Linked DNA regions of Mus musculus: all the other regions are linked to region 3. A link is a contact called in public promoter capture Hi-C data. All regions are on one chromosome and are shown on one strand. The core of a region is the stretch at or near the end of the contact, and the rest is flanking DNA. Distances in the headings are between cores, read along the strand shown. Region 1 holds the start of Gatd3a (glutamine amidotransferase like class 1 domain containing 3A). Region 2 holds the start of Gstt2 (glutathione S-transferase, theta 2). Region 3 holds the start of Slc19a1 (solute carrier family 19 (folate transporter), member 1). Region 4 holds the start of Ilvbl (ilvB (bacterial acetolactate synthase)-like). Region 5 holds the start of Specc1l (sperm antigen with calponin homology and coiled-coil domains 1-like). Region 6 holds the start of Smarcb1 (SWI/SNF related, matrix associated, actin dependent regulator of chromatin, subfamily b, member 1).

Region 1 (3,236 bases), core at 99-2,598, 1.1 Mb after region 3:
CCCAGCACTCAGTAGGCAGAGGCAGGAGGATCAGAGTTCAAAGCCAGCCTGGTCTACAGAGTGTGTTCCAGGACAGTCTCTCTACATAGAGAAACTTTGGGAAAACAAAACAAAACAAACAACCCCTCCCTGCCAAAAACAAAGCAACAAGATAAAGGGAACACAGTACCACACAGGGACTAGCCAGAGCAGAGCATGACCACCTCACACCCAAAGGCTACTGCTACCCCTGTAACGGTCACGGGGAGGTCAGAAACATTTGGCCCATGGCCATGTATTTCCAGAACAGCCGGATGACAGTTGCTTTGAGGGACAGACACTTGATCACATAATCAGGAAGGCTACAGTACAGGAGCTGCTCATGGGAACAGGGCTCTTGTAAGGTCCTTTCCCTACCCATACCTGCTTTCCCTCTCAGAAGGCTCCCCCTTGGTGTGGTCAATCACGTGCATCTGAGGGACATCGGGAGCAAAGATCTGGACCTCAGCCCCGCCTCGGCTCAGGTGCACCAGGATCCTATATGAAGAAAATCCACAAAGACATCACTTCCAAATGTGTCCTCCGGCCTCACAGCATGACGATTTTACAGATGGACTGGCACCAAGTGCTGGGGAATTCCTAGTTTATAGGACACCTAGTTGCTTTTACGAAGGCACGGCTCCTGCCGCTTACAGACTTCTGCAAGGTAAGGGTAGAACCAGAATAAGTAGGCAAGGCATCCTTTTACTGACTGATGAGCAGCGAGGGTTGTTGACTCCGCAGGTGTTGCATTTTGGGTATGTTCAAGACCCCAGCTTGCTGCCAGGCATTCTGCCTTCACCCAGGGTCCGGGTGGCATCTTTTGTGTCTTGGCTGTGCTAACTTTGGCTTTGGACTTATCACGATGTGAACCCACTGCGCTTGGTCACCCTCTGGCCATTTCTGCCTTTTAAACCAAGAGAGTGTTTACAAACTCTGAGGACTTACGCTGAGGCCTCATGGATCTCGGTTCCGTCATAGACTCCACAGCCCGACAGCACCTGCAGGAAGAGAGGCACTGACGAGGGCGAGGGCCCAACACGCAATTACCGAGGGAGGGGAGGCTGAACCCCACCAAGAGCCGACCTTGGGCGGACAGCTGGTCGACCCCAGGCTGCGGGGACCTAGCAAGGGAAGGCACTCGGCCTGGGAGTCTGGCTCTGCACTCACCAACGCCACCCTGGCCCCGGGCCGCGGTGCGGAGCTGTGAAGGGCTGCGCGCTGGGAGGGAGCCCGGTGGTATCTGGAGAGCGGTAGGAGCGCAGAAGCCAGCCTTGGCGCCACCAAAACCCTGACGGCAGCCATCACGAAGGGCAGCCAGCCACAGTGGTGTCAGGAGAACGTGCGCCGTGGGGCGGGGTCGCGCCTGGCCAATGGAGGAGCGCGTAACAACCCCTTTCTGGAGAGGGCCAGTGGGTGGGGCCGCGCCTGCGCAGTGACCGACGGCGTACGGGAAACCCAGCACCTTTTTCCCTGGAGGACTAGCGGGAGGGAGGGGCCACAGATCTCAGGACACGCCCCCCCTCACCTAAGAGACCGGTTGGCTGGACTTCTCCAGCTCAATGACCGACCGAGCTGGGACACGCCTCTTCTCGGTTTTGAGAGGGCAAGCAAGCAAGTATGCCAGGTTAGGACCTTCCTGCGATCGACCTTGTTGAGCGGCCCGGTCTGCCTAGTTAATGTTTGAAGGGCGCTCATCTTGGTGTAGGCCACCTTGACTACCTATTGCAATTCCAGTCTATGCAATGACTAAAAACTGATTTTAAATAACGGGGTCAGAGCAAGCCCCGCGCCCTCACGGTGCAATCGTAAATTGCTCCTGCCATTGTGTTCTGGGTACCTCTGCAGCTTCCTCACAGGCCACAGTTCTGCCAGTCACGATTCAGTGAAGAGCTGAGCTGAGCATCGTACCTTCCATTTCCTATTTTGAATCAATGTGATTGCTATAGTTGCATACAGTCCGGTGTCCATCGGGGTAATGACCAGATAACTCCCAGAGTTTCACTGCCTCTCCCTAGCCACAGTGAAGGCTGTCAAAGGTGACCTGGCTTCTCTCAACTCCTAGGGATAATTAGCTGCTGGGTGTTCCCATCTTAAGATGGGAACCCTTTCACATTTAGGAGACATTTAGGCCTGGGATGCACAGTATATGCAGAAGCCAGGGAGCATACAGAAGTGGGTTTGGTGGCCCAACACCATTACAGCGAGTCAGGGATTATTCAGTTTCAGGGGACAGTAGTTGGGGGGAGGGGTGGAGCAGTGTCAGGCAATTTGCATCTGGCTGTCCACAGGGGTGGAGTGGGCATGGTTACCACGGAGCAGACTTGTAAAATACTCCAAACTGAGCCCAGTTTCTGGTATGAGAATTAAACTGGATGAGATGTATGAGATGTATGGTGATGGCTGAAGCATGGTTCAGCACTACTTGCCTGCCCTTCCCTGGGCCCTCAGTTCCACATTCATACCACACACAGACAAAACCAGTAAAGCTTCATAAAACTGTATTTGTACTGCAGATGGGGATCCCAAGATGGCACCAAAACAAGCGGGTCCTTGTCTGGGCGGCCAGGGGCCTGGCTGTCCCTGGGCACATAAGAAGCAGTTTCCTTTTCTACCCCAAGCTACACAGAGAAATGCTCTGCAGAACAGGAAACCTGGCGACACCAGGCTAAGCTCTGGCTTCTCCCCATAACGGTGTTCAAGCCTGAGCGGGTTCCAGGTGACCAAGACAGTATAGTATCAGTGTATCCTGAGTATGACAAGGGTGCGACAGCTAATGGCTCTCAGTGCACCAGGTGCCACACAGATCCATTCCTGTGGCCTGGACAGAGGCCAGTGAATAGTTATCAGCATGAGTTGGCACCTGTGGGTCTCTTCACTGGCGAGTGACATGCTGGGCCTGGTCAACCCCATGAACAGGAAGTATCGGTAAAGCACCACTCAGGCATGTCCCTTCTCCCACATAACCTGTACATACTGGCAAAGATCAGTCCAAGCTTCCCTGGCCAGCCTTGGGCTGTCACAGCCACCCGCTGGGGTCAGCCCAGCACACACCATTTCTTCACTACTTACAGATATCAGGGCCACAGGCCCGAGCAGTCACCGATCTCCCTGCTTACTTGAAGACAATGTCTCACCCAGGACACATTAGAAACACCGGAAACTCAAAGTTGAGAAGCAAAGTCCTCACATTTACAAAAAAGCTCTTCCCAACCCGA
Region 2 (3,280 bases), core at 726-3,225, 1.2 Mb before region 3:
CTCACATTTGAAGTACTTCCCTCTGGTCTCACCACCTATCTCTCCATGACTCTTGCCTGTCCCCAGAGCCTTTCTTCTCTGCAATGTTGTGCATGGTGAAACCCAGAGACACACACAGACACACACAGACAGACACCAGCAAGAGCTCTGCCCCTCTCCAGGTCGCCTCTTTTTTTGATGTCGTGGACACTGACCCCTGGCCAGACCTTTTTCTCTCCGCCTTTCTTTTTTGGTGGTGGTTGTTGTTGTTTTGTGGGTTTTTTTTTGTTGTTGTTTTGTTTTGTTTTTTAGCTCTCTGACACTAGACTCTAATGGGAGAACCAAACAGTCTGTGAGCCCTGACCCTTTCATTGGTCTCCGGGGCCAAGCTTTGGCGGATTAAACAGGACATCTAGGAAGTTAGGAGAAGCCCTTCCTAGTCCTTTGTTGAATCTACATTTTTTTTTCCCTAACCCTTGACAATCGTCCCCTTGTCGCCTTCCAATACCCCTCAATCAGGATAGGGAGGCCTGGAGGGGGAGGGGGGGAGTCCAGCAGATGAAACAGGACAGAAGCAAGGGACATGCTGGATCAGCCCTCTAGTCTTCCAGGACCCCTTCCCACAGAGTCTGCTCTAGCCAGGCCCCCTCACAGCCTAGGGTCGGAGTCGGCCAGGGCCCCGCCCCGCACCCCACTCCAACGGAAGTGGGGCGGCCAAAGGGAGCCGGAGGAGGTAGTGAGGGCTCTGGGTATATTTACAGCTGCACCTTTCGGTCAACACGAAGCTTCCGTCTTTGAGTACAGGAACTTTGTTTAAGCAGTTCACCTGGGAGAATTGCTCGCTCATGTGCTGCCCTGGGAAGGAAGAAGCCAGAAAATGCGTGCAAGGACTCAAGCAGTATTCCTATTTTCCCCTTTCTCTTTGCAACCAGAGCAAGGTCGAAACGGCCAAAATCCGGATGGGCCGGGAACCAGAGGCACAGAGGTGGCTCAGCTATGTGTCTCTTCCCTGCAAAGTCTCCGGAATTTTGTGAATCTAAACACTGCGTGCCTTCAAAGCAGAAACTGTAGGAATCTTTCATTTTTCTCCCCACGTCCCAGGACAAAAAGTCTCTCTTGTCAGAGCGGAAGTTACGTTTAAAGAGGGCTCTGAACTGACTAAGACCACTCCAAAGAGAGCAGAGCATTCCTTGGTGGACGGCGCTGGGGGTGGGGGGGGTCAGATGATGGGGAGATTGTACCCAGGCAGAATGTGAAGGACTGACATGGTCTAGGGGTAAATGTGCCAACCTTTGAGTATATCCACGGTACGCGTCTGGAAGGGGATGCCATTCTTCTTGGCGAAGATGTAGACAGCGCGGCTGGGTTGTGACAGCAGGTCCAGGTAGAGCTCCAAGCCCATTGCCGGTAGCGACACAAGATGGTGTGCCGACTGCGTTCGATAACAGCAAGCTGGGGTCCAGCACAGCCTCAGTTGGCCAAGCCAAACGATTTCCTCCTCTGGATAGCTGACACCTGCTGATCTTGGGGAGGGAGACGCTTTGGAGGACTTTATACCAAAAGCAGGGCTGAGGTGCGCGCGCACTCAGACTGACTTATGCGATTTGCTCCAGCGGACCGTGGAGCCAGGAATCCAGCCCAGGACCTTAGTCTCACCCGGACGCGGAAATGGCCTAGCTGGGCTTTCGTGGACCCAACTCAGAGTTCTGTGGACGTAGTCGTTTGCGGGGAACTAGACCGCTCAGCTCCTAGCTCTCAGTTACTGCAGGAGGGGATCTTAGAGGCTGATCGCTGATCCTTCTTTAACGGGTGAAGCTTGTTGCAGGCTGCTAGAAACTTTGCCTTAAGGAAGAACTGTGGTTGGTCCAGCTGCCCCGTGCAAAACAGGTCGTCTAAGAACACTGGACCTCCCCAGATCTGTGAGGCTGGGCAGCAAAGCTTGAAGGAGTCACAGGACCACCTCTCTCGCCCGCCTCCAACACTCTCCACGGTAGCATCTTCCGATGGGGAAAAGAGGTGCCCATTATCACTGGCTTTATCTGAATCTTTTAGAGTAGCTATAGCCCGTGGGCCATATCGGGCACCAGAATGTTTCCCTGGGCGTTTTTCTTTTTTTCTTTTTTCTTTCTTTCTTTCTTTCTTTTTTTTTTTTTTTTTTTTTTTTTTTTGACATTGAGGGGTAGGGGTCTTGCTATAGCACAGGCTGGCCTCAAACCCTTCTGCTCCATTGATTCTCCTGTCTTAGTTTCCTGAATGTCTGGGACTCCCAGGTGAGACCTATCCTGCCTGGCTTTCCAGGGAATTTATGTTTGTTTGATTCATTTGGTTGGCTATTTTTTGTTTTGTTTTGTTTTGTTTTGTTTGAAACAGGGACTCATATAGTCCAGGTTGGCCTCAAATTCGACTTCATTTTCCAAGTGCTTAGGACTACAGGCATTTGCCATAGAACCAGTCTTACCCTGTGAGTTGATAGCTAGGAGCTGTGGTAGCCAGTAGGCTCAAACCGAGCTCTCTCAAGTGGCCCCTCCCCTCGCCCCTCCCACCGCCAGAACCGTCTGAAGCCAAATTGCCCTTTTACCTAAATAAGCTGGTGTTGTTTTTTGAGGAAAAGGATTCTGAAAAACACAAAGCTGTCCCCAGAGGAGCTTCTTCTGCAGCCCTGCACCGCACGTGGCTCTGCTCGTGCAAATTCGGTAGGGAGAGCATGTGATCCAAGATGACTGTACCCACCCAAGCCCTCTGATGTGATTGGCCCCTAGAAGTCTCCTGGCCTTGTTTATTTCACGTGCTTCCCCTAGGTCAGACATCCTCTCTCACGGGATCAGATATGGCTCTTGAATGGATGGACCCCTGAATCCCGCCCCGAAACACCCCCCCCCCCCCCCCCCCGGCTTTCACCCTGCAGACTCAGGTACCTGCTTCGCTACTCTCCGGAGAGTCCCCTCCCACACTGGCAAGGAACTGGTTTGGCTGCCTCACTCCCCTCTTCCATCTCATCCTCTCTTCCGGCTTCTTAACCCCTCCCCCCCCCCAAAAAAAGGGCTTCCTTGAATCTTGACAAAAATACCCCTTTTTTTTTTTTTTTTTTTTTGCTACCCTCCCTTTTTGACTGGTAATAGTTTTCATCTTGATTGTCAGATACCTAAAGCCAGAGTGAGTGGTAGTTTGAATGAGAAATGCCCGCCCCCGCCCCACCTCCCCACAGCCCATAGTTTCCTGCGTTTGAACCTAGTGTATGAACAGACCCCAGCTGGTGGTCTGTTTTGTGTGGGTTATGTAGCTTTTAGGTTGTGGCACCTTG
Region 3 (3,319 bases), core at 352-2,851:
AAAATTCCTCCAGCTACCTGACCATCATTTCCAAAGAATGTGACATTTGTTCCTGTCCCTTTCAACTCACAAGGACTTGCATTGCTGGACCAAGTCTGGCGTGGTTAATGGCAAGGGTCCTGCAGATTTCCCAGGCAGGAGGTGGGGGTAGCAGCCAGCCCCAAGAGCGCATGCATGCCTGCTGCCAACTTGTAGAGAGGAGCCAGTGCGTTTTCCAAACGTGCCATGAGGCCCGCCATTGCTTTCCACATCTCTGGCCAGAGAAGCACTCTAGCTTCCTGATTCCCTTGTATAGCAACTAGGTGGCCAGCACCTTTGCATGTACCAAGAAGGCCCAAGTCCAGAGGGGTGTGGCCCCCATGGGCTGGGGAGGAGCCGTGCTGGTGTGGAGACTGGGTTCTCACACCTGGGACCCCATTCGTATAGATGACCATACCTATAGTCTAACCTCCCGGCACCCCACCACCTTGGGAATCTATTAAACCAGAGTTGCTGGTCGGCCATTCCTCTTTGGACCCATGCCCCTCTCCATTCGTTCTACTTTGCTGCCCTCGCAAGTACTCCGCCAAAACCCATCAGGAGGAAAGAGGCTGGTTTCAGGGAGCCCCGCCCTCTCCCAACCCACCTCAGGCTGCTAGCAGCCTCCACCTGCTGAGCATCAGCTGAACATCCCTGCTGGGGTGAGAGTTTGAAAGATTGGGGGATTGGTGGTGAAGGAGGGTGGGGTGGGGCCTAAAACGCTTAGGCCAGACTTCTGTCCCTGTTAACAGTCAAGTAGGTTGATACAAGGTGAGTAAGGTTTTGTGTGTGTGTGTGTGTGTGTGTGTGTGTGTGTGTGTGTGTGTAGGGGGTCTCCATGCATAGCTCAGCGCAATCCGTCGGTGCCCTTGGAACCTAAAGACGCTGATACCCAAACGAAGGGCGTGCACAGCTGGTGCAGTCTATATCTAGCGGTCAATGCCTTGGTGCCTGGAATGCTTTAGCAGGTGGTCGCGGGGCGCTCGTCTCAAGAGGAGCCGGACAGAGCCAGCGCAGACTTCTGCAGGCCAGCAGGGGTCAGGGGCGGACCCGGGGAGGGGCCTTGCTTGGTCTTAGGCCGGGCGGTCACCTCTGTGCTCGATCAGATCAAGCAATCTGCTGTGAGCTGAGACCCGGTCAAGCGCTGGACGGGTAGGGGGCTCGTAAAGGGGCTCAGGCGGGCTGCGGGGCCCAGGGGTTGGGTGAAGAGGAGACGGGATGGAAGGGGGCGGGGAAGAAGGGACTTATTGGAGAGGCGGACAGAGAGGGTCGGCTTGAGGAGGAAGCACAGGAGCCCGAACACTGGGCGAGCGTACTGAAGGGGGCCTGGAGTCTAGAGATGTAGGTTCTTAGGGCACAGGCTAGCAGACGCGCCACCGGTCGTCCGCTCCTCAGGGAACCACAAGACCCACCCGGTAGTAAATCTCCAAGTGTAGAGGGCGCGTGCATGAACCCCCTGTGGAAGTAGCTGCGGGTGTAGCCAGGTGTTTGCCCCGCCTCCTGGAAGTTCTGCGGCTGCGCCTCCTGTCTACCACGCTGGCCACTCCTTCGGGGCGTGGTCAGTCAGGTAACCACGCCTCTCCATGCGGCCCTTGAGCCTACGCGCGGGTTTTTGGGTGTTGTAGTCTGCGTGTGCGCGTTGAATCAGCCACAGGCCTGTGGGACGCAGAGCTAGGAATCCATTCTATGCGTGCCTGGGGAGCCACGGGGTAGTGCAAGGTACGGTTCTGTTCCTTCCGGTGTCCTGAAGACGAAAGCGGGCTGAATTCTCCACTACAGAGGACCGCGGAGTCCTTGGCGCGACTACAAAGCTCCAGGCAGGGTTTGTAGCGTGCGGAAGGCGCATGCGGGGTCTGCTGGGTGGAAGACAAGCAGAAGTCTTTGGGATGCATAGGGGCAGTAGGATAGGTGTGGGACACGGGCTAGTATCTGTGGGGTGTCAGGGTCCTTCTGTGAATACAGAGTATAGGTGAGGACCTCAGCGTTACGAGCCTCGGGGCAAGAGTCTGAGTGCTGGCCCGCATCCTGGGCTCATGGTTGCAGAACCGTCGGGAGGATAAATCCCCAGGCTGCCTAGTGGGACCTTTGAGCGCCATTTCTCTCCTTGTCATTCCTCTGGAACGGAGTTCTTTTGCTTTCAAAGTATCTTCCTCAGGTCAGGAATCACCACGTGCGCCTGCCCCAGCGACTTTAGAGCACGTGTTGCCTGCAAGGAAACCCCACTGCCCACGCCCTGGACGTGGCGCGCCTCCAAGGCTCATTGTTTAGCTCAGAGGTTGTAGGCACCCTGACAACTGTTAACAACTTCCCTTTGGAACAGGTGGAATCTGCAGCTTGTACAGGCTGCCTGTAGTAGCCAGTCTTTTCTGTACTTCCAGCATCTCTGTGACAGGGATACTAGACTTGGCTAATAGCCTAGGAATAAACCATATTGACGTGACTCCTCACCCGGTGAGTGTTCCCATCCTAACTTCCCTGTCTTCACGATGTTGGTCGGAACCTCAGGGGGCTAGAAGATGTTTGTGGGCCTTCTCTCAGTGGAGAGGATAGACTAAATCCTTAGACTTGCTTGCCTGACTGTTAAGAAGTAGCCTCCTCCCAGTGAGACTCAAGGACTCCGGGAGCTGCTCAGATGGACTCAGCAGGGCACAGAGCCTCTGACTTTGCAGAGCCTGACACATTCTCCGGGCTAGGGAGCCGGATGTGTGCCTTCCAACAAGGCACTGGGGCTGAGGAAAGAGATTGATTCTGGGCATTTGAGCCAGTGGCAAAGATACAGTCAACACTCAGCCACCACAATGGGAGAAGGGCATTGGCGTTTGTTTTCCCCCCTTCCTTAATTAAAAGGAACCTTCCTGTTTCAAGATAAAAAGAAAGTGGGCCTTGGAAAGAAGTTTGTGAACAGTTGTATTCCACACTTCTTACCCACCTCCACCCCTACCCCCATCTCTCACACGGGTGCTAGGCTGGTCAGAAAGGACTGTGTAGTGCCCCTCCCCGACACTACAACCCACCCGGGCTGCCAAGAATTTCTTTCAGTTGCCTGGAAGAGGTTGCAAGTTAAGAAGCCACAGGATGCTCAGGGCATATGGAGTCCTGGTCCACTGTGAGGCCCGCAAGCCATGAGCTTCCTTCCATACTCAGTTCCAATATGTAGAGAACAGGATTCCCCCTCATCTTTCCTTTGGCTGAATAGAGCTGAACCTAGCTTTGTTAGGAAGAGCAGCCTGGGCTCTGAGCTAGAGAAAGAGGGTATTGTGTCAGAGCTGGACACTAACTATGTGGCAGTGATGTTACCTCC
Region 4 (3,170 bases), core at 299-2,798, 1.5 Mb after region 3:
TGCTATAAATGGGTAGAGAATCTAGGTCCAGCCCCTGCACTCTCCCAAAACAACTCTTATGGAATGGCAGGGAAAAGCCTACCTTGTTTGATTCAAGACGAAATTGGAGGCATGCTCACAGCCAGTAAGCATAAATAATTCATACGGTAGTTTGGCTAAAAATAGTTGAGTAGGTTTTTGTGGGTACCCATGGCTTTGCCTGTGCTAGGCAAATGTTCCATCACAGAACTTAATCAGAGACCATAGTTGCTGAGAAGGGATGGCTGAACGATCAGCTTTAAACAGGGCATTTATACCATGGCTTGCAAAGGTCAGGGAACACCAAGGAAGAGGAAGTGGAAAGAATATAAGAGCCAAAAGATGGGGAGAAAGGCTGTGGAATGCTATCTTGTGGACATGACACAGCTGAAGCGATTGTGATTTTTGGTTGGTCTCTATGCACTCCTGCTTGTCCTGGAACTCACTATGGAGAAGAGCCTGGTCTTGAACTCGGAATGGTGGGAATAAAAGCACATACTATTACACTGGTTTACATTGTTAAATATCCATTGTTCAGGCTTCAACAAATAGCTCAAAACTCTTGGTTACACAGATGGTCCTGATTAAAAGCCAGTCAAAGAAAAAGACATAAATTGGAGAAAGGGATTTGTAAGACAGATCGGAGTTTGTAAAAGGTCCCCAGATGCTGGAAACCTGGAAAATGACTGAACCGGCCTGGCACCAAACACTAGGGAGTTCTCTAAACATCCTGCAAAGCCTCACAGTGGTCCAGGAAGGGGAGGGGCTTGCATATGTTGCGGTCGGGAATGCGGGTTCTGGGGAGCTCGGGTGGGGGGTGTGTCACAGTCCACGCCCGTGGAACGTGCCGCGAGATGGTTCTCGCGGGTGTGGAAGGCGCGGTGTAATGTTAGCCAATTAGAGGCGAGAGAGAGAAGCGACCAATGATAAACGTCTCTTTCGGATAGCTTTTTCAGCGAGACTCCAGTTTGGCGCACGCGCGTCTCGTTGAACTACGGGGCGCTGCAGAGCCAAGTGGGCAAAAGGGGCACCACTCCACACTCCCCAGTCACGTGACCCAGAAGCGGCAGAGTTCCACTGCAGTCAGGGACCTTTCCTATAGGCAAAGGTCATAGGGCCTTGTTTGGGGATGGGTGGAAGGGAGTTCTATGTAGTGGAGCTGAAGGCGCATCCTATTGAAAAGTGACCTCGGCTGAAGGCCAAAGGTCAAGAGTCTGGTGTGTGTGGGGAGGGTGGGGGAGCGTACCCTAGGCTGCGCGATCCGATGGGGGTGTGGCCTTACGACTCAATGATGTAAGCGCGAGGCGGGCTCTCCGCTGAGCCCCAGTCCAGCGTTGAGGAGGGTGGGTTCTGCATGGGCTCGTTAACAGATAGGTAAGTAGGAATTTCAACCTTGTTTCGGTGCTACTGCGATCGCCTTGACCTGCTGTGGCCTACTTTTAGTTTGAAGGTGGTGACGTCAGGGGGCGGACTTAGCCTCACTGGGGCGTGGCTTTAAGTCCAGTCTAGATGCGTCTGTGGGCGTGGCCTGGCAGGTCGGGGAGGTGTGGCCCAGGTCCGGCGGACGATCCTGCTTCCGGATTAGATTATAGTACTAAGATTCTGGCTCTGTGCTTTCTTACTTAGGTTCTGCCTCATGGAAACTTCTGCGGCCGCTGCATCTGCGGGAGGCTTCTTCCCCTCCTTCCTGCTCCTGGCGTTTGGGACGCTGGTGGCTGCCGTGCTGGGCGTCGCTCACAGACTGGGGCTCTTCTATCAGCTGATGCACAAGGTGCTTAGGGTAGAAGGAGGGCTAGGGGTAGGAGGAAGGCACTAAAGGTGTTTCTCCAGCTCATCCACTGTGCAGGTGTGGAAAGCGAGTCCCAGCTAGTCTAGAAGTGGCTGGTTGGGAGATTCTTTACAGAGCTCTGTCCCTTTGCCAAACTGTATATGGGCCTGGACTTTGTAACTAGTACGAGATAATGGGGAAATTGTCGTTGTCTGGACAGCACACATTCTCCGCCTACCTCCATACCCAGGGGCCTGAGTCATTTTAACAGAGCAGGCCTTTTAAACATAGTGAGATTGGTGGGCTGAAGGTAGGCAGGGGAGGGAATGGGCTCTGATAGTAAGCCCTTCTGAGGAACTGTCTTAGCATATTTCGTACCATCTTCACCAAAGTAAGTGCTATAATTTCTGTCCTTGTGCCCACAAGAGGCAAATGATCTACAGAGAAGTTTAGTATTTTCTCTAGATGACAGATTTGGGAAAAGCTGACCCCACAAGTCATACTTATAAACCACTTGTTCCATTCTGAGAAATTCTTGCCCTTACCCAGTCCCTTTTCTTCTAGACAGGGACAGTGCCACTGACCTTGAAGTATGTAGGGATCGTGAAGCTACTGAGGCTTGGATGCTCAGGGTAGTCTGTGCCAGGAGTCACTTCCGTGCTAGGCATATGGCTGCTGGCAGCATGTCAGCTGGACCTGTGCCTCACTAGCAGAGGGAGGCAATAGGCTGGATGGAGTTAGCACTCCAAGTGCCAGGCCCTGCAGGGATACTAGGAAGCAGGCACACATCTAAGCCAGGGGCCTTCTGCCTCTTGCCAGGCTCTCCTGGATTCTCTGTAGATTTAACCTCTATCTCCTTTCTTCTCAACTGGCCCAGTATCTCTGGAGCAGGCATTATAATCTCCAGAGCCACTTAAGAACATAGGCTTTATCTCAGTCTGCTACTTGGTAGGCTGGGGAGAGATGGTCACAAATTCAAGCCCTGCCTAAGCTACATAAGGAGTTCAAAGCCTCGTGAGACCTTGTCCTAGTAAAAGCTGATGATATAGCTCAGTGGTTAGAGTGCTTGTCTAACACTATCTATGCCCAGGGTTCAATCCTCAGTACAGTTTCAAAAAGAACATTTCTTCTGTTGGAGTCTATCACTTGGGCAAGTCTTGGCATTTTTAGCTGTAGGACAAAGAGAACAATAAATTTGCTAAGTCAGTGTACCCTTCTCTGAATTGGATTTAAAGTGGTATGTCTCTAACCAGAATCTAAGTTCGTCTGTCTTCTGACCTTACCCCTGCCTGTTCTTGTACCTGCTCCTGGGCTGGCCTCTGACTGTCTTGTTCCTCATCTCCTTTGACCCAGGTGGACAAGACAAGCATCCGGCATGGTGGAG
Region 5 (3,284 bases), core at 425-2,924, 1.8 Mb before region 3:
ACCTCCATAAAAATTTATAACAGCATATGTTTTGTAGTGGGTAAACCAGAAAGCAAAGGGACTATTATGTAATGCATCCAAGGTTCAAAGCCAGGTTTTGTTTTTGTTTTTTTTTTTTTGGCTCAATGTACTAATGTATTGTGGCTCTGCTGGTTAAGAAGGAAGAATTAAAGATCAAGAGGTACAGTGTGATGCCATCTGTGTATTGAGGTAGTAAAATAGTGCATATCGTAATTTAAATATTTGCTTCTGTTCATAAATGATGTCAAGGGATATTGATATTGAGGAGTGGAAACTATGTGAGGAATTGTAGGGTACTGAATATGTTGAAATGGTGATTTTTGAATTTTGAGGCATGTAAATTTTCTTAGAAATGCATTCAGAGATATTTATTTATTTATTTAGGGGGGGGCTGGAGAGATGGTTAGGAGCACTGGCTTCTTCCAGAGCTCCTGAGTTCAGCTCCCAGCAACCTGTGTACACATGGTGGTTCACAACCATGTATAATGAGATCTGACATCCTCTTCTGGTGTGTCTGAAGACAACAACGGTGTACTCATATACATAAATATCCATATACAAAATCTTTAAATTTATTTATTTATTTATTTATTTATCTATTTGCTAATTTATTTGAGACAGGGTCTCACCATGTGGCAATGGCTGGCCTGGAATTGGCTATATAGACCACGTTGGCCTGGTACTCACAGAGATGATCCATCTTTGCCTCCTGAGTGCTGATATTAAAAGCATGTTCCACTATGCCCAGTGAATCAGAGATTAAATTCTTAAAAAGAAAACATCAAAGAATAATGTTCCGGCTAGGTCTTGTCAGTTTGATCTAAGTTACCATTATCTGGGAAGAGGAACTTCAGTTGAGAAAATGTCTTTGTTAGATTGCCTATATACAAATCTATAGGGCATTTTCTTGGTTAATGATTGATGTGGGAGAGGCCAGGCTCACCAGGATGTGGTGTGACCCCCTAGGGGATCCTGGATGATATAAGAAAGCAGGCTGAGCAAGGCATGAGGAGCAAACCAACAATCTGTGTTTCTCCAAAGCTTCTCTGCTTCAGTTCCTGCCTTCAGGTTCCTTTGAGTTCCTGCCCTGACTTCTCTCAGTGATGGTGTGTGACCTGGGAGTTGTAAGCCAAATAAACCCTTTCCTCCCCAGGTTGCTTTTGGTCATGGTGCTTTTATTATAGTAATAGAGCCATTTACAAATTTAAAAAGTAAAATAAAAACTACACAGGAATTACATAAGCTTATAGAACTCTTTAACTTTATAATGCTAGTGATCTTGTTCCCTTTAATGGGTGGAGTAGGGACCGGTGTTGCTCATGTGCTGGGAACATAATGGGTGCCTGGCATGTGCATTTTTCTCAACTGTCGGGTTCAGCACACTGTAAACATACATTTCAACCAGAGCGGACCTATTTGCCTTGGAGGAAAAACGAGAGACTAGGAGCACTTCCAGCACAAAAGACTGCAGTTATCTAGTTGCACCGCCGACTAGCACAGCGCGTGCGCGGTCCAGAACTCAGCGCGAAGAGGAGGTGTGACAGCTGGCGCCTGCGCAGTAGCAGCCCAGGGAGGCGCCGATCACGGCACATGCGCGGGGAGTAGAAGGGGGCGGCACCGGTGGATAAGGGGCGGGCGGAGGGCGGGAGCCGCAAGGGAGACAGGGCGGGCCGAGGGAGCGGCGCCGTGGGGTTGGCTGTTGCCCTGAGGCCGGACTCAACGGACCGGGCCGCGCCACCGGGCGAGCTCGCCGCCCGGCCCCAGCCCGGAGCCAGCGAGTGAGCGAGGCGGTGCCGCGCGGTAAGAGCCGGGGCAGGGTCTTCTCCGCTTGTGCCGCGGGCACGTTCGTCTCCTCAGCGCCGCCCGCGCGGCCAGGCCCGGGCGGCCCCGCAGACCCTGGCGGCCCCGCGCCTGCGCTGTCCCCCCTCGTCACCCCCCCCATCCCCAGCCATCCCGCGCCTGCGCCGTCTCCTGCCCGGGCGGACCTCACAGCTTGCCCCGCAGATCCCCCGGGAACCCAGGCTGGCGTGGTACCCAGCTGGCTGGGGGTCTCATCCCTGCGGAGAGGCTGGGTGCGACCCTGGTGCTTGTGTTCCCTGTGGTGTCGGGAGAGACCGGGCATTCATCCTAGTTCCTTGCCCTGGGCTGGGACAGGTTGCCTCCCCATCTGGTGCATTGAGGGTGGGGAGCAGGAGCGGAGGTCCCCCGAAGGCTGCGCCCTGCAGTGTTAGGACCTGGCTGTTGGAAGCTGGCAGTGTTCTTTATTCTTGAGACTTGGCTAATTATGTCAGATTGGATGTGGATGTTTCTGTGTGTTGTTGAAGAAATGCTGCATTTTCATTAGAGGCGTGTGTGTGTGTGTGTGCATTTTCATTAGAGGCTTGTGTGTGTGTGTGTGTGTGTGTGTGTGTGTGTGTGTGTGTGAGAGAGAGAGAGAGAGAGATAGAGAGAGAGAGAGATAGATAGATGGTGGCGATACCCCAGAGAACACTAGAAAAGAAATCGGTTTCTGGTGGGCTTAGCCGCCTAAAACCAAACAAAAATTTCTGTGATCATTCAAATGCAGGCATCCTTGATTTTTTGTTTTGTTTTGTTTTGGGTTTTTTTGTTGTTTGTTTTTTGTTTTGTTTTTGTTTTTGTTTTCACTCTCTTGAAGATCAGTCCTAAAGTGCGGCGGGGTGAGGGGGCACCCTTTGACTGTCATGACAGAGAATCGTAAAGTTTGGCCTACACCTGTAATCCCGAGGCCAAGGCTGGATGAGCTCCAACTGGGCTGCAGAGTAAGGCCTTGTCTCAAACTACAAACAAAAACAAAACAAAAAACAAATCGCGGAGCCCAGGAAGGCTTCTTGTCATTCAGGAAGCTAAATCTTGAGGTGAAATCAGCTGTGGACTACAGGCAACAACAGTTCTATCTAAAGGTTTGGAATGAGGCACCAGCGTTGTTGCATAGGCATTAAAGGCACCGTTCGGTTGGTCCTCTTTCAATATGTCAGGAATGGAAAGAGTTTGAAAAGCAATACGCCTGTGCTGAATTCTGTACAGACTCTTTTTTTTTTTTTTCTCTTGTCCTTTCCTTGTACTGGGATAATATAAGCAATTGACGATGGAAGTGTACTTGAGGGTTGAGTCGTATATGGATAACTTCACTCTCCCATCTTTGGTATTAAGGGCATGGAATATGGCTAGATAAGTGTTTTATAGCTAAGCTATATCTACTCCCCAGCTTGATAAAAATTGAAGTAATGTCTCAAAATATCCAA
Region 6 (3,408 bases), core at 7-2,506, 1.1 Mb before region 3:
CACAGAGAAACTGTCTCGAAGAAGAAAAAGAAAAGAAAAACAAAAAAAACAAAAAAACACAAAGATTTGGCTGGTCTCTAGGGTTAATTGAAGGGATTTTCTAAGGTTGTGGTTCTCAACCTTCCTAATGCTGTGACCCTTTAATACAGTTTCTCATGTTGTAATGACCCCCTCCACCATAAACTTTTTTCGTTGCTACTTCATAACTCTAATTTTTGCTACAGTTACGAATCATAATGTAAATACCTAATATGCAGGATCTTTGATATGCGACCCCTGTGAAAAGGGTAGTGGCTGGCGCACAGGTGCGATCCTAAGGAACCCTGTCCACCTGACTGCACAGAAGCTGTCTCTTCTAGCTCTGGGTTCTGGGTTAGCGACCCTTCAGATTTATCCCCTATAAAAACTCAAAATTAGTTCACTGATCTCCAAAACGTTAGTGCTTCCGACCTCAGGGCCTCAATCCACTCAAAAGCAAACATGTCCAATCACTTTCTAAACATCATAAAAGCTCTCTGCAGTCCACCTCGCAAGCAACAACACAAAGGGGAAGAGGCTTTCCTAAGCTTCGGGCTTACAAGTAGAGATTTCGAGACCGGGGCAGTGGGGTGCACGAGAGCTGCCAAAGGGTTCAAGGGCAGTGTTGCACCTCCACTTCCAAGCGCCCAGGGGCTTCCCGAACATCCTTTCCCCATCTGCCTAGAGTGTACCGGCTCGACGCTCTAAGCTAGGACAGATGCTTAGGGTCTGAACAACGTTAAGTGGGTAAAGAAAACCCAGGACGGTCCAGGCGGGACCGGCCACGCCCACCAGGCCACGCCCCAGCTGCGAGCACGCGCCCGCCTCCGCGATGAATGGAGGCGCGCTCTCGGGGAGCACTAGCCCGCCCCGGGACTCGAGCCGGCCAGCCGCTGCCCGGGAAGCCGAGAACGCGCCGCGGGCTACCTCGGAGCCGATCATGTAGAACTCCCCGTCGTCCTCCAGCTGAAACTTGACGGGCTTCTGCCCGAAGGTCTTGCTCAACGCCATCATCATCATGGCGGCGGGGGAAACCGGCAGCCGGGGTCGAGCTGGAAAGAATCCGGTGGGCTAGGGCGGGGCCGAGGCGCGTCGGACCGAAAGGAACGGAGGCCTGGAGGTGAAGGTCGGGCAGGGCAAGCCGGGCGAACCGGGCGAGCGCTCGTGTCACTACTGGGCTCCTTGGCCGTCTCTGCAACGAGCAGGCCGCCCTCGGTGCGCATGCGTGGAGAAGCTGACGCTAACGTGCGCGCCGCAGCCTGCGCGACTCAAGGCCGAGCGCGTTCCCGCAAGCCCTTAAAGGGACCCGAGTTCTTTTTTGCTTCCTAGGCTTCCTCCCTGGGCGGGTAAGGAGGAAAACCTCTCAGCGACCGAAATAGCCACTGAGGCCCTGACTCAGGCGGTAGCTTTCCTAGTCGCATAGCCAGAGCTGGCACTCCGCCCCGGGATGAAGGAAAAAAATGAGACGTTAAGCGAGGAGAAGGACCGCTCTATCTGGAAGCCCGAGGGAAGCTGGGTGGGCATGGCGACCCCACGCTAGCGCCTCAGGTTTTCCACCCGAAAGTGCGTTAGGAATAGCTAGCTATCCACTCCAGGCCAACAGCAGTTCCCGAGGCAGTAGGGATGGGAAGAATGACAATACTGGATGGAGGTTGGTACTATTCAAAGATCTAGGTGATGTGCCAGATGAACGGGAGGAGGCACTTGCATTCCTTCCTTACCTCTGCAAGCTTGGTGCCCACAAGCCCAGCCCTGGTCTGTGCCTCTGCCCGCCTTGGGGCATAACAGCCCCGAGAGAAGACAGTGCTTCTGGAACGTGTCCAAGCAGTCCACCCCCTGTTGAACAGAGCCGTGACTCCAAAATGTTTAATGTTTATTGTAGCACTATTACAGGAGCTTAAGTTATAGCCTAGCCTAGGTAGCTATTCAACAATAGAGGAATGGATGAAGAAAATGTAGTCTAGGCTGGGTGTGGTGGTGCAAGCTTTTAGCTTCAGTTCCAAGACAGTCAGGGATATGTTGAGCAACTCTGTCCCAGAAAACAAAAAAGAGTGTGAAATGTGTGTACATGTGTTTTTTGTTTTTCAGCCACAAAAGTGAAATTACATTGTTTTCAGGAAAATGGATGCAACTAAGATATCATATTAAACAAATCAGGCCAGTCTCAGAAAGACAAATACGTTTTCTCTCATTTGTGCTTTCTAGATTTTCCTTAGATACATAAAATATGTATTCCACAGAACATTAAAGTAAAAGTGACATTGTGTATGGGAGCAAAGGGACTAACAACCTAGTGTAGGGGAGGTGGGGGCATGGTGGGATGTGCAAAATACAAACACTTCTCTGAAAGCAGCAGGACAAACAGTGGCCAGCTTCATAAGGGTCAGTCTAATGAGACTGCAATTGTGACTGGGGTCATGATGAAGGAGATGTTAAAGAACTAGGAAAGGCTGTGGTAACCAGGAGTTTGCCCACTGATCTCACAGCCATGGGAACCAGAGGGTTAAGGGCCAGGGGTGGCTCACACTTTTAATCCCAGAACTCCAGAGTCATAGGCAGGCAGACCTCTGTGGGTCCCAGGACAGTCAGGGATGTATAATGAGACCATGCCTCCCTCAGCTCCCACCCCCAGTAGTTAGGCATGATCTGATAAAATGATACTGCTTTTGCTGAGACAGCCAGTCAGTTAGAAAGCCACTGTGGGTATACCTCTATTTGTTCAGGAATGGGACAGGAGAGACTCTAAATATGGGTCCTAGCCCCAGGGAAACAGTCTTGGGGCACAAAGGCTCTAACCCTTACTCCCAAATCTTGACTGCAAATTGCAAAGAAAAACAGACAGGCGCTTAGAAAACACTCATGTTTAATGACAGTCTTGGCTTTTTTGGGTTTTGTTTTTTGTTTTTTTAAAAAAGTCTTTATACACTGTATACACATGTACATGGCTTAGAGGGTACCTGTGCTAGGAAGAGGGCCCCAGAAAGAAATGGCCTGGGGCAAGGCTGTGAGGTATGTGGGGCCTTTGAGGTTCCGTGTCTCTGGGAGGAAGCAGCTGCCTCCTTGGCTGGCTGTGTACCTTTTGGCCTGAGTTCCAGGAAGCACTTGTCTGAATCACCTGCCAGAATATGATCAGTTCACTATCTCTCCAGAGCTGACTTACCAGGAAAGATACTGGTCCAGTTGCTTAGCAGGGGCAGCATGGTACCCTGGGCATCTCATTACCAACACCACTCCCAACAGGAACCTCATTGCAGGTGATTCCTGAGTTTGTGTGGGGGTTCTACTTTGAGGGACAGAGATGGAGACCTTGGGCAACCAGGCTGACTGTGGATTATTGGTAGCTGAAATATTGCCAGCCCAAAACCTCCCTTATTTTTAAGTAACACCAAA

The links. Promoter capture Hi-C pulls out the DNA fragments that hold promoters and counts their contacts. Capture Hi-C pulls out chosen DNA fragments and counts their contacts.
Region 1: a promoter capture Hi-C map of pre-B cells shows a contact between it and region 3, with 3 times the contacts expected there. The contact joins the promoter of Gatd3a here to the promoter of Slc19a1 in region 3. A contact is called at or near these places in 4 of 39 promoter capture datasets (hippocampal neurons, liver and pre-B cells) and 1 of 484 Hi-C or Micro-C datasets (B cells).
Region 2: a contact with region 3 is called in a promoter capture Hi-C map of the C10 cell line, with 6 times the contacts expected there. The contact joins the promoter of Gstt2 here to the promoter of Slc19a1 in region 3. A contact is called at or near these places in 2 of 39 promoter capture datasets (the C10 cell line and liver) and 1 of 9 other capture datasets (pancreatic islet).
Region 4: a contact with region 3 is called in a promoter capture Hi-C map of liver, with 2.7 times the contacts expected there. The contact joins the promoter of Ilvbl here to the promoter of Slc19a1 in region 3. A contact is called at or near these places in 1 of 39 promoter capture datasets (pre-B cells) and 1 of 9 other capture datasets (liver).
Region 5: a promoter capture Hi-C map of pre-B cells shows a contact between it and region 3, with 2.2 times the contacts expected there. The contact joins the promoter of Specc1l here to the promoter of Slc19a1 in region 3. A contact is called at or near these places in 2 of 39 promoter capture datasets (hippocampal neurons and pre-B cells).
Region 6: a promoter capture Hi-C map of liver shows a contact between it and region 3, with 4 times the contacts expected there. The contact joins the promoter of Smarcb1 here to the promoter of Slc19a1 in region 3.

What each region holds. Positions count from the first base shown.
Region 1 is chr10:78,168,407-78,171,642 of GRCm38.p6, forward strand. Gatd3a (glutamine amidotransferase like class 1 domain containing 3A) reads right to left here and starts at 1,349. Exons shown (of 7, transcript NM_138601.3): 1 at 1,189-1,349; 2 at 967-1,019; 3 at 403-516. The coding sequence starts at 1,323. Pwp2 (PWP2 periodic tryptophan protein homolog (yeast)) reads right to left here. Exons shown (of 21, transcript NM_029546.2): 21 at 2,504-3,236.
Region 2 is chr10:75,832,906-75,836,185 of GRCm38.p6, forward strand. Gstt2 (glutathione S-transferase, theta 2) reads right to left here and starts at 1,976. Exons shown (of 5, transcript NM_010361.2): 1 at 1,270-1,976; 2 at 747-834. The coding sequence starts at 1,381.
Region 3 is chr10:77,031,611-77,034,929 of GRCm38.p6, forward strand. It overlaps Slc19a1 (solute carrier family 19 (folate transporter), member 1), which reads left to right and starts at 1,602. Exons shown (of 6, transcript NM_031196.3): 1 at 1,602-1,737.
Region 4 is chr10:78,573,443-78,576,612 of GRCm38.p6, forward strand. It overlaps Ilvbl (ilvB (bacterial acetolactate synthase)-like), which reads left to right and starts at 1,549. Exons shown (of 15, transcript NM_001359302.1): 1 at 1,549-1,789; 2 at 3,140-3,170. The coding sequence starts at 1,655.
Region 5 is chr10:75,210,399-75,213,682 of GRCm38.p6, forward strand. It overlaps Specc1l (sperm antigen with calponin homology and coiled-coil domains 1-like), which reads left to right and starts at 1,675. Exons shown (of 16, transcript NM_153406.3): 1 at 1,675-1,821.
Region 6 is chr10:75,920,358-75,923,765 of GRCm38.p6, forward strand. Smarcb1 (SWI/SNF related, matrix associated, actin dependent regulator of chromatin, subfamily b, member 1) reads right to left here and starts at 1,257. Exons shown (of 9, transcript NM_011418.2): 1 at 946-1,257. The coding sequence starts at 1,038. It overlaps Mmp11 (matrix metallopeptidase 11), which reads right to left. Exons shown (of 8, transcript NM_008606.3): 8 at 2,865-3,408.